Linked DNA regions of Mus musculus: region 2 is linked to region 1. The links are chromatin contacts, called in public Hi-C maps. All regions are on one chromosome and are shown on one strand. Each heading gives the region's core, a stretch centred on a gene start, on an enhancer-like site or on the middle of the called end of the contact. The rest is flanking DNA. Distances are from core to core; before and after follow the strand shown.

Region 1 (7,419 bases), core at 387-2,886:
GTAATAAATAAATCTTTTAAAAAAATTCATCCAGAGGCAGGTGAACAATAAAATGTGAGTGCTGACCAGAGAAATAACCAAAAAAACAAGTGAGAATTGAAAATGAAAGGCGAGCAGCTTGAGAAATTTGCATCAGGTAGTGTGATAGTTGAGAAGGTAGGATGTTACATTCACTGATACAGTACCCACTTTTGAAAGCTTAGTGCTAAACGTGGTATATCTAGGTGGAAAAGGTACCCAGGGTGTTCTTTGTTTTGTTTTTGTTTTTTCGAGACAGGGTTTCTCTGTATAGTCCTGGCTGTCCTGGAACTCACTCTGTAGACCAGGCTGGCCTCGAACTCAGAAATCCGCCTGCCCCTGCCTCCCAAGTGCTGGGATTAAAGGCGCGCGCCACCACGCTCGGCCCCGAGATGTTCTTGGTATGTGAGGGCTTCACTGCAAGAAGTTTCCCCATTGGGCTGGAACATTTCCAAACTTAATTGCTAACTTACTGCATAATTTTCTAAAATACGACAGGTGGTGTTTGAATCGCATAGATTGTGTTAGAGAATTTGCCCGCTACAGGGGCAATTGAAAGCCAAATGTGCAGCTGTGCCGCGACTGCCTCCACGTCTCTGGTGCACACAGACTGGATGAAGGAGGACACCTGTAGCTGCTTTCTGTGTTTAACTGCTGCATCTGCCCCCAGGCTTTTGTTCATAGTGGATTTTGACTGGAAGCCCTATTTTTCATTTTACTCAACAAATCTTTCTTTTGCAGAAGTCATGAAGCAGTCTTTAAATACAGTAGAATTACAAGCAGGTACACACTGCTAAGGACATTGCTCAGAGAGGCAGTAACAGGGTCTTTCAGCTCTCCCTTGGCGGGGTGGGGGCGGGGGGTTAAATGCGCAGATGCACTGCACATTAAGAAATGATGCTTTAAACAGTCTGGGTGAAACAGCTTGCGGAGCCTGCTGCTTCTCTCCTCCTTGAGGGTCCTGGGAATTGGACTCAGGTTCTCAGACTTGGCAGCAAGCACCTGCTGAGGTCTGCTCTTCTGATATGTTTTTGTAATGATAAGTACCGGCCCCATAGCCTGGCTGCTCCCTGGAAGGAGAGGATCTGCATGGACAATGTGACCTTGCTTCCTGATTAAAAGTATTGGTTAAATAAAGACGCCAACAGCCAATGGCTGGGCAGAAGAGACATGTGAGTGGTTTGGGTTTTCCAGGCTTGGAGTTGGAGGAGACCCTGAGGAGGCAGAAGAGGAGGAAGTGGAAAAAGGAGAGAGAGGACACCAGGGGTAAAAATCCTAAAATAATGGCCACGTAGGATGGCTGATTGGAGTTAAGAGCAGTGTTCTCTGACCCAAAGATGTCAGGATGCTGGGTGACATCACTAAGCCAGATGTGCCCTTTCTGTGGTCTTCCCCCACCCCAACCTTGAGGATTTACCTTCCCTACTTCAGCTGGTGGTGGGGCCTGTGGTTGGCCACTTCCTTTCACCAGATGAGAACCTATCAGGGCTCGCCCATAGAAATGGTGTGTGCGCTACTGCCACCTTGTGGCCGTATGTTCTTCACTCGCGCAGCACCATAAAAATTCAGTGCCAGAAACCTGAGCAGCGTGCATTTTTCCTGGCCACATCTTATCAAGCCACTGCTAATGCTGGATGTTGAAACTACGAGCGATAAAGCGGATCATAGGTTTCAATGTGGCAAGTCCTGTAAGGACAGTAATGTCCACGTGACAGCAAGTTAAAATGGTTAAGTGCCTAGCTCTCTCTCTCTGTGGAGTGATGACAGATGTGTCTACTCATTAAGCAGAAACTTTGCCTTGGTGAAGCATTTTTGTCGTGGAAAGAGTTATGGAAAGAGAACATGACAGATAAAAATGTCTTCTAAAGGAATCTACAGCAGTTGAAATGTGGACATCGGATACAGTAGAATTTCTAAAGTACTGTCCCACCGAGATTTCCTCACCCCAGTTCCTAGAACCTGTGAATCTATCCCACCTGTGAATATACCACGTGATTTGATGGGCCATACTCCAGGAAATTATCTATGCAGGCCCAATCTAATGTCTTTTTTTTTTTTAACATTTATTTATTTGGTGAGCGTGTGCGCACACACTCATTCATGCACACAAGAGCAAGCACGCAAACACATATGTAGATGTCCCCTTCGGGGCATGTGCTCACCCCGTGGTACTCATGCCAAGAGCTGGTTTTCTCTTTCTATCAAGGGTCCCAGGGATCAAGCTCAGGTTGCCAGTCCTGACTGCAGCCCCCTTCACCGCCTGGGCTCCTCTTGCTGACCCCACAGAAGCTCTCTGAAAAAGTTATTATTTGTACCGGGTGTGGTGGCTCACACCTTTCATCTCAGTACTTCGGGAAGCAGAGGCAGGTAGATCTCTGTGAGTTTACAGCCACCCTGGTGGCTTCCAATAAGATACCAGGCCAGACAGACGTACATAGTGAGTCTGTGTCTTAACAAAGTTATTTGGTTTTTAAATCATGGCAAACTACGTACATAATTCATCATCGTTCCCCATCGTAAGTGCGCACTATAGCAGTTTAACTGTGCTCGCATTAGGTGGCCAGCTGCCAGTACACTCCTAGTTCAGCTGAAGTTGAGGACCACTGAACAACAGTCTCCTCTCTCCTCACTTGCTGTCCTGCTGTATTGTTATTCTTGCTCAAACTGTACATGGAACTCCTATCAACATTAGAGGAAGTGACACAAAATTGTCTCTTGCTGCGCACATAAAGGGTTTTTCTTTGTGACTCAGTTGGTCTGGATTTTTCAGTTCTCTCAGTCAGAAATCCATTGACATTAAAGAAAGCGTCAGACTGCAGCATCAGTTTGACCAATTGGACGTATGCTTTCATTTCTTCCATTTTCAGTGGGAGGTGGTGCCCTGGTGCACGTGTGGAGTCAGAGAGCAATTGTGGGAGTCAGTTCCCACCTTCCACTCAGACTCGTGGAGTCAGATTCGGTCATAGGGCTCAGACACGAGCATCTTCACCCTTCCCGAAAGCCTAGTATGTCTTCATTCTTAAGAAAACAGGCATGGTGCCAGGCATGGTGGTGACACCTTTAATGCCAGCTCTAGGGAGGCAGAGGCAGGTAGATCTCTGAGTTCAAGGATAGCCTGGTCTACAGAGTGAGTTCCAGGACAGCCTGAGCTACACATGACAAGGATGTTGTAACTGAAATCCCGCATTGTGCCAAGGAACCTGGTTGGTAAAAGCATTCAGTAAGAAGGCAGAAGTAAGCCCTTAAGGAATGTTAAGGCTAGTGTTATTATAGTTTAATTGTTTATTTTATGTGTGTGTATCTGGGGTGTGGGAAGGCATGTGTATCATAGAGCATCATGGGAATTATGGAAAACCTTGCTGGAGTCAGCTTTCTCCAGCCACTGTGTGGAATCTAAAGATTGAACTTGCTATGCCTTAGTGGTAAGCTCCTTTAGCTTGTGGGAAATCTGGCCAGCCCTAGGCTATTTTAACATAGTTTAGATGTACTTGTGTTTTTTCTACATGTAGTCTGTGCACCATGTCCCTGCCTCGGGTCCACAGAGGCCCCTGGAATCCTGTTCTGATGCTCTTGAAGAGCAGCCAGTCCTCTTAACCACTGAGCCCTCCACCAACCCCGCTCCACCTCTGTGTTTCAAGAGATATTACTTATAGGCAGATACCAGTTTGAAGCAGATACCAGAAGCTCTCCCAGAAGCCCCCATACCCTCTAAAGAGCAACGCCCACTCCTCCCCACCCCCAACCTGGCAAACATCATTCTGTTGTCCCTGAGCTCACAGAGCATAATGCCCTCAAGGGCCATGAACATCATAGCATGTGTCAACATGTCAAGCTTTATTAATTAATGGTAAGTGTTCCCAAGTCTCTGCAGAGCCCACTTTATTTACCGGTATGCCTGTTGGTTGGCACTGGCCTTTGTGCTATTGTGATAACACCATTATGAATTCAGTTCACACAACTGTCTCAAGAACCTTATTTGCATATATTCTGGGTATAGAACCAGAAGTAGAAATGCTAGATCACATGCAAGTTTTGTTTAATGGTTAGAGTATATGAGAGAACATGTTCATACATGCACACGAGTGTGTGTGTGTGTGTGTGTGTGTGTGTAGAACAAGATGCCAAAGGAACAGCTCGTGATCATACATGATTGAGAGAGAACAAGAGAACACATCTATACTTTTGTCTTTGTGCAGGCCAGAGCTGTCAACCTTGTTTTTTTGTTGTTTTTGTTTTTATAGTCTCTCTGACTAGCCTGTAGGTCATAAAATAAGCAAGCCTAGCTGGCCTGAGCCTCAGGGATCCGCCTGTGTCTCCTCAGCACTGGGTTTACAAAGAGCCCATCATCTGGCTTTTTAACTGAGGTCTTCACACTTGCACTGCAAGTTCCCCCTACTGTTTTTTGGAAACAGAGTCTCATCTAGCCTGGGACTGCCTCACACTCATTATGCATCCAAGAGAGACCTAGAACTTTGGACTCTTCTGGCTCCATTTCCTAAGTGTTGGGAATTATAGGCATGGGCCACCATGACAGGTTTTATGAAGTGCCAGGAATCAAATTTATGTATTCATGCATGCTAGAGGTGCGCTCTACCACCAGTCATAACCCTAGTGCTCATAGAAGCTCTTTTAAAATATATAGGTGTGTGTATGCCTGCATGTGTATGTGCCTGTATGTGCATCATAAGTATTCAGTATGTATGGCCAGAGGGCACTGGACCCACTGGAGCTGGAATTACATATAGGTGTGAACCATGGTATGGATGGTGGAAACTGGACCTGGTGGGTCAATCTGCAGGAGCAACAAGTGCGCTTAATTGCTGAGACATCTCTCTAGCCCCAGTAGAAGCACTTTTAAAAGTAAATTCTAGTTTGTGGTAGAATCCTAGCTCTGGCTGGTCTTGAATTCCTGACATAGCAGAGCCTGAACTGTGAATCCTCCTGCCTCTACTTCCTGAGTGTTGGGGCTAGAAGCATGTTTGACGATTTCCCACTGGGGTTGAACACTGCACTCCACTAGTCAAGCATCTTACCAACTGACCTTTTTCTCCCACCTCCCAAAAGCACTTCTAAAAGGCAAGCTTAAAGTCCTGGCTGCCGACATTTTAAAAAAGGGATCTCCTATTGTTGATGTTATTTTAAGGCAGAGATGTACTATGTAGCCCAATCTGTCCTTGAACTGTGTAGCCCAGGCTGGCCCTTTCTTTATGTGTGATCCTGCCTTAGCCTCCTGACTGCTGGGATAGAAATCTATCATCATCCTGGCTTCACAAAATTTTTTGAACATTTTATTTATTTTTATGTGTATGATGTAGAGGGAGGTGTTGATTCCCTAATTGGTTATTGATTGTGTCAATAAAGGAGGCAGAAGCAGATTGCTGGGCAAAAGGAAAAAGGTGGGATTTCCAAGTCGCTAGAGGAGGAGAAGGGACACAACAACCACATAAGGCCTTAGGGCAACCAGAGCAGGTGGTGGCCTCCGACACTGGCAGATTGCTGATATAGGATAGCAGATAAGTTTAGGGCAATAGGTTCTACACCCAGCAATTGTGTTATCTGGCAAGTTTTAAAATATAAAACTGCCTAGTGTTTTCCATCCATGGAGCTAAGGTGGACAAGAGAAGAAAGAGAGCAAGTTTTCTTTTTTTCCCCTAATTTATTTGTTTGTAGATCTTTCTATGCAGCCCTGACTGGCTTGTGTAGACCAAGTTGGTCTTGAACTCGACAAACAGAGCTTGCCTCTGTCTCTATGGTGCTGGGAATAAAGGCATGTGCCACCATGCCCAGCCTCTGACTAATTTTTTAACTAAAGTGATGGGAATTCAAGGGAATTTTTTCTTTCTCTTTAGGTTCATGTAGTTTTACTATGCTTACTTTGTATTACAATATAGAATTCACAATCGTCACAAAGACCACCTTGCATTTTTCTAGGGTATTTACTGACTGACTTGATTCTTGAACTATGCAGGTATTAGACTGAAGGACCACTGCAGTTGACTGCAGTTTTTATTAAAATTTACTCTGAACCAAGAACCAGAGGAAAGCCCAGTAGAGAAATTGTGTTTAGCGAATCCTGGTTTTTACAAACAATCTTTAAACTTCTGTACTGTAACTTTTTTTTTTTTGGTCAGGTGAGATAAATCATGAGACATAGCAGGTGATGATGGCAAGCTTTTTAATGATGGAAGTTCGAGAGCTCAACTTTCAAAGGGAATGTCACCTCACTCTGTTCAAGGATTTTGGGTCCCAGTATGCCGATGAGGAGGGCTCCATTTGGAGCTGTAATCAGGATGGCTAGGAAGGCCACTGTCATCACAGCCTTCGCGTATCCTTCCAAGTGGGGTGCCATGACCCTTGCTGTTTCTAGAGCCAGAGGTCCTAAGACAGCCTGCAGTTGGGGATGATACAGGGGAAAAATGTTGCTCAGAGTCAACACTTGATAAAAGTAGATGGCTGTTATAGATGCACACAATGAAACTGAGTGATAAAGTACTGGAAGGAAAAAAACCAGGGTAATTTGTATCATTTAGTCATTAATTGTGTATTCTTCCTAGCAAATCTATCTGGAAGAAATCAGAATAGGGGAGAAGCAGGCAGAAGTGTTAAATTGAAAACATTTGTTCTAACTCATATGTGGGACACATGCCTCTACTTGTGTAAAAATGTTGGCTGGTGGGATAGTTAGTGGCAGAGCACTTGCCTACCATGTGCAAGATCTTGAGTTTGAAAAAAAATTGATACATTGGTTTTTCCAGTTCTTAAAATTTGCACAGAGTACAATGTAGGCCAGATGCCAGGAAGAGGGGACAAGGAGAAGCAGAGTAAACAAGCTGCAAACTGGGGGTGGGGGTGGGGTAGGGAGAGGCTCTTCTGCACAACTGCTTGCTTCTCACTCTGCCTGCTTTAGGAAATGACGAATAATGTGCAAACCCACCATGTATCACTGGAAGTGGGTGTAACAGACAGACAGAGAGGCATTCTCTTTATAGACCTAGTGTTTCCTAGAATAAAGCAGGTTATTACTGTTTATGACTTAAAGGTAAGATAAAGTAACTATAATATTGCTCGTGGATCAGCACTATATGACAGAAATTATGCTGAGAGTTTTACAGGAATTCTTTCACCCACTCCCACCACACCACCTTTTAGTAAATATGGTCCTAGGCCCTTATATAAAATGAGCAAATCAATGAGCTGAGAGATGAAGGAGTAACCAGCTAATGACCGAGCACGCAACAGAGCATTCAACACCAAGTCTGGCCTTAATGCCTTCAGTTCTAATCCTAATCATTTTGGGTTTCACAGAAATGTACAAGCTTCAATTTTGTAACAGCAAAATGGAGAAGAAAAAAAAATCCCAGGAAAGCAAGGTCTTAAGCTGCTATGTTAACAGTTGAACAA
Region 2 (7,196 bases), core at 556-3,055, 230 kb before region 1:
TATTAACATACAGAGAAAAGATGAAGCAGGGCAGAGAGCAGAAGATGGGGTGGTCGGAGCTTAGGTGGAGGAAGATTCGAAAAACACTTGTCTGAGAAGAGAGCTGTGCACAGACTGGAGCTGGACAGAAGACAGCAGACATCCTGGAACAATGTCCCAGCTAAGCACGCAAGTCCAAAAGCTCTCTGGTGGGAGCCCTCTTGGCAAGTTCTGGAACAGCAGGGTCTACTATAGATGCATTGGAAATACAAGAATCAAGGTTGAATCAGGACCCCACTCCCCCAAAACCCCCGAGGCTCCCTCAGCCGCTGTCGAGGCTTTTTAAGAATAGAGACATTAAAATGTTTTATTTACTTCTGTTCTTTAACATGGGAAATTGTAACCATGTATTCCCAGATCTGTGTGTTGAGGCCCTTGTGCTAATCACTCAATTAACATGGGAAATTGTCATGTATTCACACAACTGTGTGTTGAGCCCCTGTGCTAATCACCCAGTTCCAAGTGTTTTCATTTTTGGAATTTTGAACTGAGGAATGATGACTTAGCATGTCCTGACTTGAACAAAACTCACTCAGAACAGGTTCTGAGGAGGCAGGCAGGGAGCCAGGGAGTAGCCTGAGAAGTGGTTATTTGGGGCTTCGTTTGAAGATCTGGCTTGATTTTATTTATTTTCTAATTTTTTTCAAAAGAAGAACTGAAAAGGCAAATAGAACAGTGAAAAGAGAAAGGTAATAAAGAGGACCCAGCCCAGGGAGCACCCCTTCACACTTCACCTTCTACCTAGACGTGTACCTGCCTGGCAAAGGGCTGGCAGAGGGAATATTTCTAACACCATCCTATAAATGACAAGCCACATTCCTATGCTCTTATGGAATCATGGAGTATTAAGCCCCCACACAAAGGTGAGGATTTGTCACATGTCACCAAAGCATTGAGACCCAATTGTACCTGAGGTACTGAGGGGCGCTTGACCTCTAGATATTTATGATGCATGTGATAAGTTTGAAAATTAAAAGGAAACCAAAAAGAAAACAAGGAAGCCCTGCATCAAGGCTGATGAGGTGAAACTTTCAGAACAGGGGTACATGCAGGTAGAGGTGTTTCTCTCTTCTCTTCTCTTCTCTTCTCTTCTCTTCTCTTCTCTTCTCTTCTCTTCTCTTTTCTCTTCTCTCTTCTCTTTGTGTGTGTGTGTGTGTGTGTGTGTGTGTGTGTGTGTGTGTATAGACTAGAGTTTATTCAGGGCCTGGGGAGGGGAGTTAAGAGGGTAGTGGAGTCAGAGAAAGGCAGAGAGAGGGAGAGAGTAGAGAAGTAGTTGCTGGCCATGACCATGTGGAGAGAGAGGAGAAGGGAATGGGGAGAGAAGGGGAGCAAGAGGGAGAGGCAAGAGAGCAAGGCAAGAGTGAGGTGTTACCCTCTTTCAGAGCAGGATGTCTGCAGGTAGAGGTATTACCTTCTTTCAGAGCAGAGGTGTGGGCAGTTAGAGGTGTTACCCTCTTTCAGGGCAGGGGTGTAGGCAGATAGAGGTTTTACTTGCCTGCTCTATATGAAACCCTCCTATCTGAGTGGTGGTTTGCCATTGTAGTTGCAGCCTGACTCTTGAGATGTTGATCACACTAGTAGGGAGTGTCAGGAACAGTGCAAATCCATGAACCCTGGTGAAGGTCCAAGTGTGCCAGCAATAGTGGTGAATCAAAGAGGTTTTCATGTATCCTGTCCCTGCTTTGCATTCCCACACCAATATTCAGAGGGCTAAGAGTGAACTCCACAGTGTTCTGCATCTTGGCTGTCTCTCCAAAGCTTACATCACTTGCTCAGGCTGTCTAAACTTGCCTTCTTATCTGCAAGTTAGGGTACTACTAGTGCCAACCCTGCCTATCTCAGGGTCATCAGAAAGCCCAGATGTTCTCCATAGATAAGAGGGAAGGACAAAAGGCTCCGTAGTGCCAGACAGCATGCAGGAGTCCCAGTGAGCTGCCAGCAAATTAGCCATGAAGCACGAGGATCAGAGGTCATTGGTTCGTGTAAGATGGCAGGGCTGGGGTTTGATCCTGGATTAGATCAACTCAGCATCCCTGTCTTAGCAAGACGAGACCAGTGTCATGAGTCCTTCCTATGCCATTAGCTATAATCCCGTTTAGCAGGCTTGATCTGTGCTTCCTGGTTGCACAAATAAATAATAAAGAACAGTAAACTGACTCCCTGTCATCCTTGAGAGGACATACATTATTAAACCAATATACTATTTCGTCTCTCTCCCTCCCTCCCTCCCTCCCTCCCTCCTTCTTTATAATTTGACTTGACTCAAGAAGAGTAAGCAAGTAGCCTTTTTTTTTTCTTTAAATGGAAAAGACTTTCAGGATGACAAGGGGACTCTTGCTCCTCCTTTTCACACCTAGCATGAGGCCTTTCTCACAATATGCCTCACCAGTGCCAACAAACAAGCAGGAGTCTCTGTAGCTGTACCTGTGCTCAGATCGGTGATTACAGCCATGGCGCATTAAAGCCAGTTAGAGAGAGAAAAATAACCGAGCCGAGTGTTGACATGGTGCCGTGGAAATGTGAATAGACTTTGGGGAGGCAGTGGCAGACCCCGAGTTCAGGGCACCACCACCTTACCCCAAACCATTGGAACCAGGTGGTGCATGTTACTTGAGCTTGCAAAGGGCTGGTTCTTTCCCCGGTGATATGGGGTGCCACTACTGACCCCACATGGCTATTGTGGGGATTTCTCCCTCCTCGGCTGTAGAGACAGAATATGCACATAGACTTAGATGAGCACGTGCTCTGGGAAATGAACAAGCATGCGAAGTAAGGCGTTATTTAACGCTTACTAGCCAGTCACATATCACTTTCCTACCCTATGTCCTCCAGTCATTCTCGAAAAGGGCACAGTCGTGGAGCCATGATGGGCTGACATTGTGAGGAAGGTGGGAAACACAAGAGACACGGGCTATTGGTGCAGCTGCTTGAAGGAACTCCTCCTGTGCGCTGTTAATGAGCAGGATGAGGGCTCGAGAGCACTGAGCACCCTGCGAGCATGACTGCGCTCGACCTGCTGAGAATGCCTTTCGAGCATGCGCTCTACCCGCCCGCAGAGAACGCCTGCCAAGCTGCCTCATCCTCCACTTGCTCCTTGCTTACTCAGCTCAACTCTGCCTTCAAATCTCAGTCCGCATGAGTTAAACACACGGAAGCTTTCTCTCACTTCCCAACCGTGCCAGACACTGTTATTAGACATTCTGTTTGATGAGTTCTCCAGTTAGGTTTTACCTGTATTGTTGAAGTTATCCAGTTAGCGTCAGTCCCACTGTTTAATTCCGTGAGAGAAAGAAATTGGGCTTGTTCTGAACGAGGTGTAGCCCCCACTCTCTGACCTTCTACAGTGTGGGGCTCTTAGAAAGGGGCGTAACAAACTAAACTGGTAAACTTTAGTACTCAGTGAAATAATGGGCTAGATAAGAAACAATTTTCTGAGATTGTTGATATCATCAGGAACCAAGTGTTGTCTTAACTCCTTTAATCTTAAAACAGTCCGGTGATACTTCGTCATTAATTTGATTTTTGAAGGTGGAGAAGCTGACACACGTCACTCCACGACAGCTGGGGGATTTGAGCCTGGCTTTGAGAGATCTTAACCTAACCATGACCTGCTGTGGTAAAGAGCAAGGTTGGGTTCACAAGCAGAGCCAGGCCCTGTTAGAACCCTGAGGATGTTCGAAAGAAAAATCAGCAGAAAAGAATGATTTTAGGTATGATGTCTTACATTTATGCTGCTTCTGCTTTCTGTCAGAGTACGTTAGCCGAATTCACCCAGAGAGCAGCCTGGCTTTTGAAACTGTGATGCTGAGGAAGTTCTAGGCCACTCATCTCTTGTTACCCCTTTGAAGAAACAGCAAATGCTTTTCCACAGTAGGTCAGGGCTATCTGAGGTTAAAAAAAAAAAAAAAAAAAAAAAGTACGTGGCTGACTAAGAGGGCTATACCTGAGCCCATGACTTGTAGTTCTTATTCTAAAAGGAGCTCTGACCCATGGACCCAGAATTCTAGAAGAGTTTTCCTTCATCAGGGAAGGCCAAGGAAGTCTGATTGTCCCCAAGAAGGGCAGCTGACACTAGAATAACATAGTATTTTGTAGAAAAATAAAACATAGCAAAAGAAAGAAAATAAATGTATTTGTAGAAAACTAACAAAACACTGCAATGTAGGAAAAAAGAAAAACCTTCCCCTTGGAATTGATGTGGGCCAAGTATCTTCCAGCCACTTGCTTCAAATGGACCTATTAGACATCCTCTAAGTGAGGGAGCATCTGACAGTCTGAGATAGCCCCTGAGGGTTGTCCTCTCCTCTGCTGAGTACTGTTGTGAAGTGTTTGTGTACTTGAATGTATATATTCCTCATTAACAGCCCCTTGAACATTACTGAACAGGTGAAGAGACCAAGCAAGGTCACACAGACTGGAACTGCCTCTCTCCCCCAGCCAGCCTAGCCTGTCTCTGAAGTCCACACTCTTCCCATTCCGAGCAGCTGACTATGCAGGATGGCTCCTTTGGCTTCTTACCTGTGCTTGAGTGCTTACAATTAAGAGTCTCTGTTCAGATTCTACTCTCAGAAAGACCTTCCTAGTAGACAGTTGCCCTCTATAAACTTTATCTTCAAGAGACGTAATACTTCCATTCCCTTCCCAGAATAAGTTTCTACATTGGTGTTGAATACCTCTTGGCCACTATGGCATGATAAATGATGGTTCCAAGAAATCGTTGTCAAGGTTTGCCTGTGCCGCACAGCTGTCCCCACAAGTAAGGCTTTCTTTCTCTCAGATGGCATCTTGGAAAGTACAGAAAGCCCAGGGCCCTCCCTGTTTTCATTCTGTGGTCTGTGTAAAAACCAAATGCTACCATCCCGACTACACTCTTTCAGATGGATCAAACAGCACATTGGTCACTGGCAGATCTTTCAGGTCCCTCACCTCAGAGTCCTCCCAGTTCCTCATTCTTGCCGCCCTTCAACCATGAAGTTAGTCGTAAGAAAAACAGTAAGTGCTTCTTGAATGCACCTCCCACCTCTTTCCATCAGCGCCAGTGACTAACTAGCCTGTCAGCGCAGCTTCAGAAGGCTCGGATTCCAAACTCTCAGGCCTTCTCCCATGAGGCCTTTCTGCTTAAGTGGAAAGCCTGCCTGATTTCACCCAAGTGAAGCGCTTCCTTGAGCCTTCCTGTGCTGTGTTCCTGTGCACACTGTCAGTTAAAAGTGGGATCACGTGACTCGCTGCCTCTGCCGATCATTAGCAGACCGATGTGATCAGCCATCTAGAGCTGGAATCAGCCATCCAGGGACTTTGTAGGAAGAGCATCATCAGCCTTGGAGCAAAACCAGAACTTGGTATTCATTGTCCTACACTTAAATGGGGAAGTATTTGGCCTGTGAAGAAAGACGACTTGCTAAATTCACTTCATTTTAATGTCAGAGAGAGTTTTAAGTTCTGTGCCTAAGAAAGCAACTCATGCTTTGGGACAGTCAAGGTTAAAGTTAGTACAAAACCTTTCTCTGAATTAGGTCACTCTGTAACTATGGGAAGGCAGTCCTGCTGATGGCCTCGCCGCTCTGGAAGAAGTATGCCCTGGTCTGTTTTATGTTGTGTTGGTTGACAAGCAAATTACACAGGATTAAAGTTTGCTTGGGCTGGGGTTTGAAGCCTGGGAGGGTTCAGGTTGTTGGTCAGCCATATCTGACAGGAACTTTGCAGCCCAGGACAAGACAGGAAATTACATAACAAGAGAGGCCATCTTGGCTGAAGTATCTCTTCCTCTTTGTATAGCTCACAGCTCCGTAGATGAGGGCTGGCTCTTATGGTGTATTCGATTTTACCTCCTAAAGATCAACTTCCAGACACCATCACTGGATTACATTTCTAGGCTCAAAACGTCTCATGAGTTTCGGGGTGGGTTCAGAAGCAACTCATTATAATGTTGTATCAGGGCTCAGGCAGGCAGGCCTCCTTGGGGAGTCTAGAGAGCTGGCTCGCTGGCCAGAAGGGAGACCGTTGTTCAGGGCAATGGTATCTTTTCTCCATACTCTCTGGGGAGTTACGCGAGCAGTGATCAGCTTCCCGGCTCTGACCATCAAAGGTTACACTGGAGAAAATCCATATTGAGAGCAAACTCTGTAGAGCCCTGCCTCCGTGGAGTCTGGACCCCGCTGATAGTAATGATATTATAAGTGAGCAGGCTGAGGAAGGCTGTGTGTCTTTACAGGAAGCTCCTTTAGCAGATGCAGGCTCTTCACGTTCACGTTGACATTTATCCAGAGAGGCGACGTACCTCATGCATTTCTAACAATAGGCGGGATTTATGGCAGGTTCTCACTTAATCGAATTCAGAGGGGAATAATGCCTCCGAGCTACTCATGGTGTGAGTCTCATGGTGTGGTTCTCATGTTGGGCCGTCTTGACGAAAAGTTCTACGCTGTAGAGGTCGGGATGGTCAACTAGACAAGAAAGACTTGGTCATCTCCTCTCTCCTGTCCTGTCCATTGCTGTTCTTACCACGTTAAAAATACACAAGTGAAATGATCGCCTCACATGGAAAACTTAACTTTGTAAAACAAGAGCTAAACCACCAAATGTGAAACCTACAAATTTTCAGTCAGAAAGTTTGCTTTTTTTATTTAAGAAACTCACAGACATCTGAACATATACAGTATAATGTCAGAACCCATGCCTGGGGAAACTACTCAAGACTAGTGGGTGTCCTGTTAGGTGATGTGGACCAAGCCATGGGCTTATGTCATTAAAAACAGCCTCCAGAGCCAAGCCCCTGAACAAGACTACCTTTCTGGTAATCACATGACAAGGAGTTAGGACTCAGTCTTTGTTTGTCTCTCTTACTTCATCAGTCACCCATTCCCTTCTCGTGCATGGTTTGCCCAGTTTTCATCACTGAAAATCGTGACAAGGTTTCAGAGAAGAAACAGTGTTGGTTAGTAAGGACCCTTGTGACAGTCCTACCTAATGAGGCATACTCTGTTTTCAGTGACTTGTTTCCTGGACATATAAACAACCCCCACTACCATTTTGATTTATTTCCATCCTGTCATGTGTTCATTGTATATTTTTTAAGTTGAGCTATAGTCAAATATGTATATATCTGCAAAATGTTGTATTTCTGCTGATTGGTTCCATGTTACAGTCAGGTCAGATGT

What was found. A called contact is a pair of places that touch in the nucleus more often than the background predicts.
Region 2: a contact with region 1 is called in a Hi-C map of the G1E-ER4 cell line, with 2.6 times the contacts expected there. The contact joins two enhancer-like sites. A contact is called at or near these places in 3 of 484 Hi-C or Micro-C datasets (all in the G1E-ER4 cell line) and 3 of 9 other capture datasets (adipose tissue, liver and pancreatic islet).

What each region holds. Positions count from the first base shown.
Region 1 is chr3:135,396,583-135,404,001 of GRCm38.p6, reverse strand. Slc9b1 (solute carrier family 9, subfamily B (NHA1, cation proton antiporter 1), member 1) reads right to left here. Exons shown (of 13, transcript NM_028946.4): 13 at 6,175-6,406. The coding sequence ends at 6,194. Among named protein-coding and RNA genes, the nearest start is that of Cisd2, 23 kb to the left of the region's middle. Within about 2 kb of position 1,636, at least 94 of the 459 cell types and tissues checked have an H3K27ac peak or open chromatin away from gene starts, as enhancers often do. A contact at or near this core is called in the G1E-ER4 cell line, where this site is marked.
Region 2 is chr3:135,626,775-135,633,970 of GRCm38.p6, reverse strand. All of the region lies in intron 6 of Nfkb1 (nuclear factor of kappa light polypeptide gene enhancer in B cells 1, p105), which reads left to right. Among named protein-coding and RNA genes, the nearest start is that of Gm46827, 22 kb to the right of the region's middle. Within about 2 kb of position 1,805, at least 20 of the 459 cell types and tissues checked have an H3K27ac peak or open chromatin away from gene starts, as enhancers often do. A contact at or near this core is called in the G1E-ER4 cell line, where this site is marked.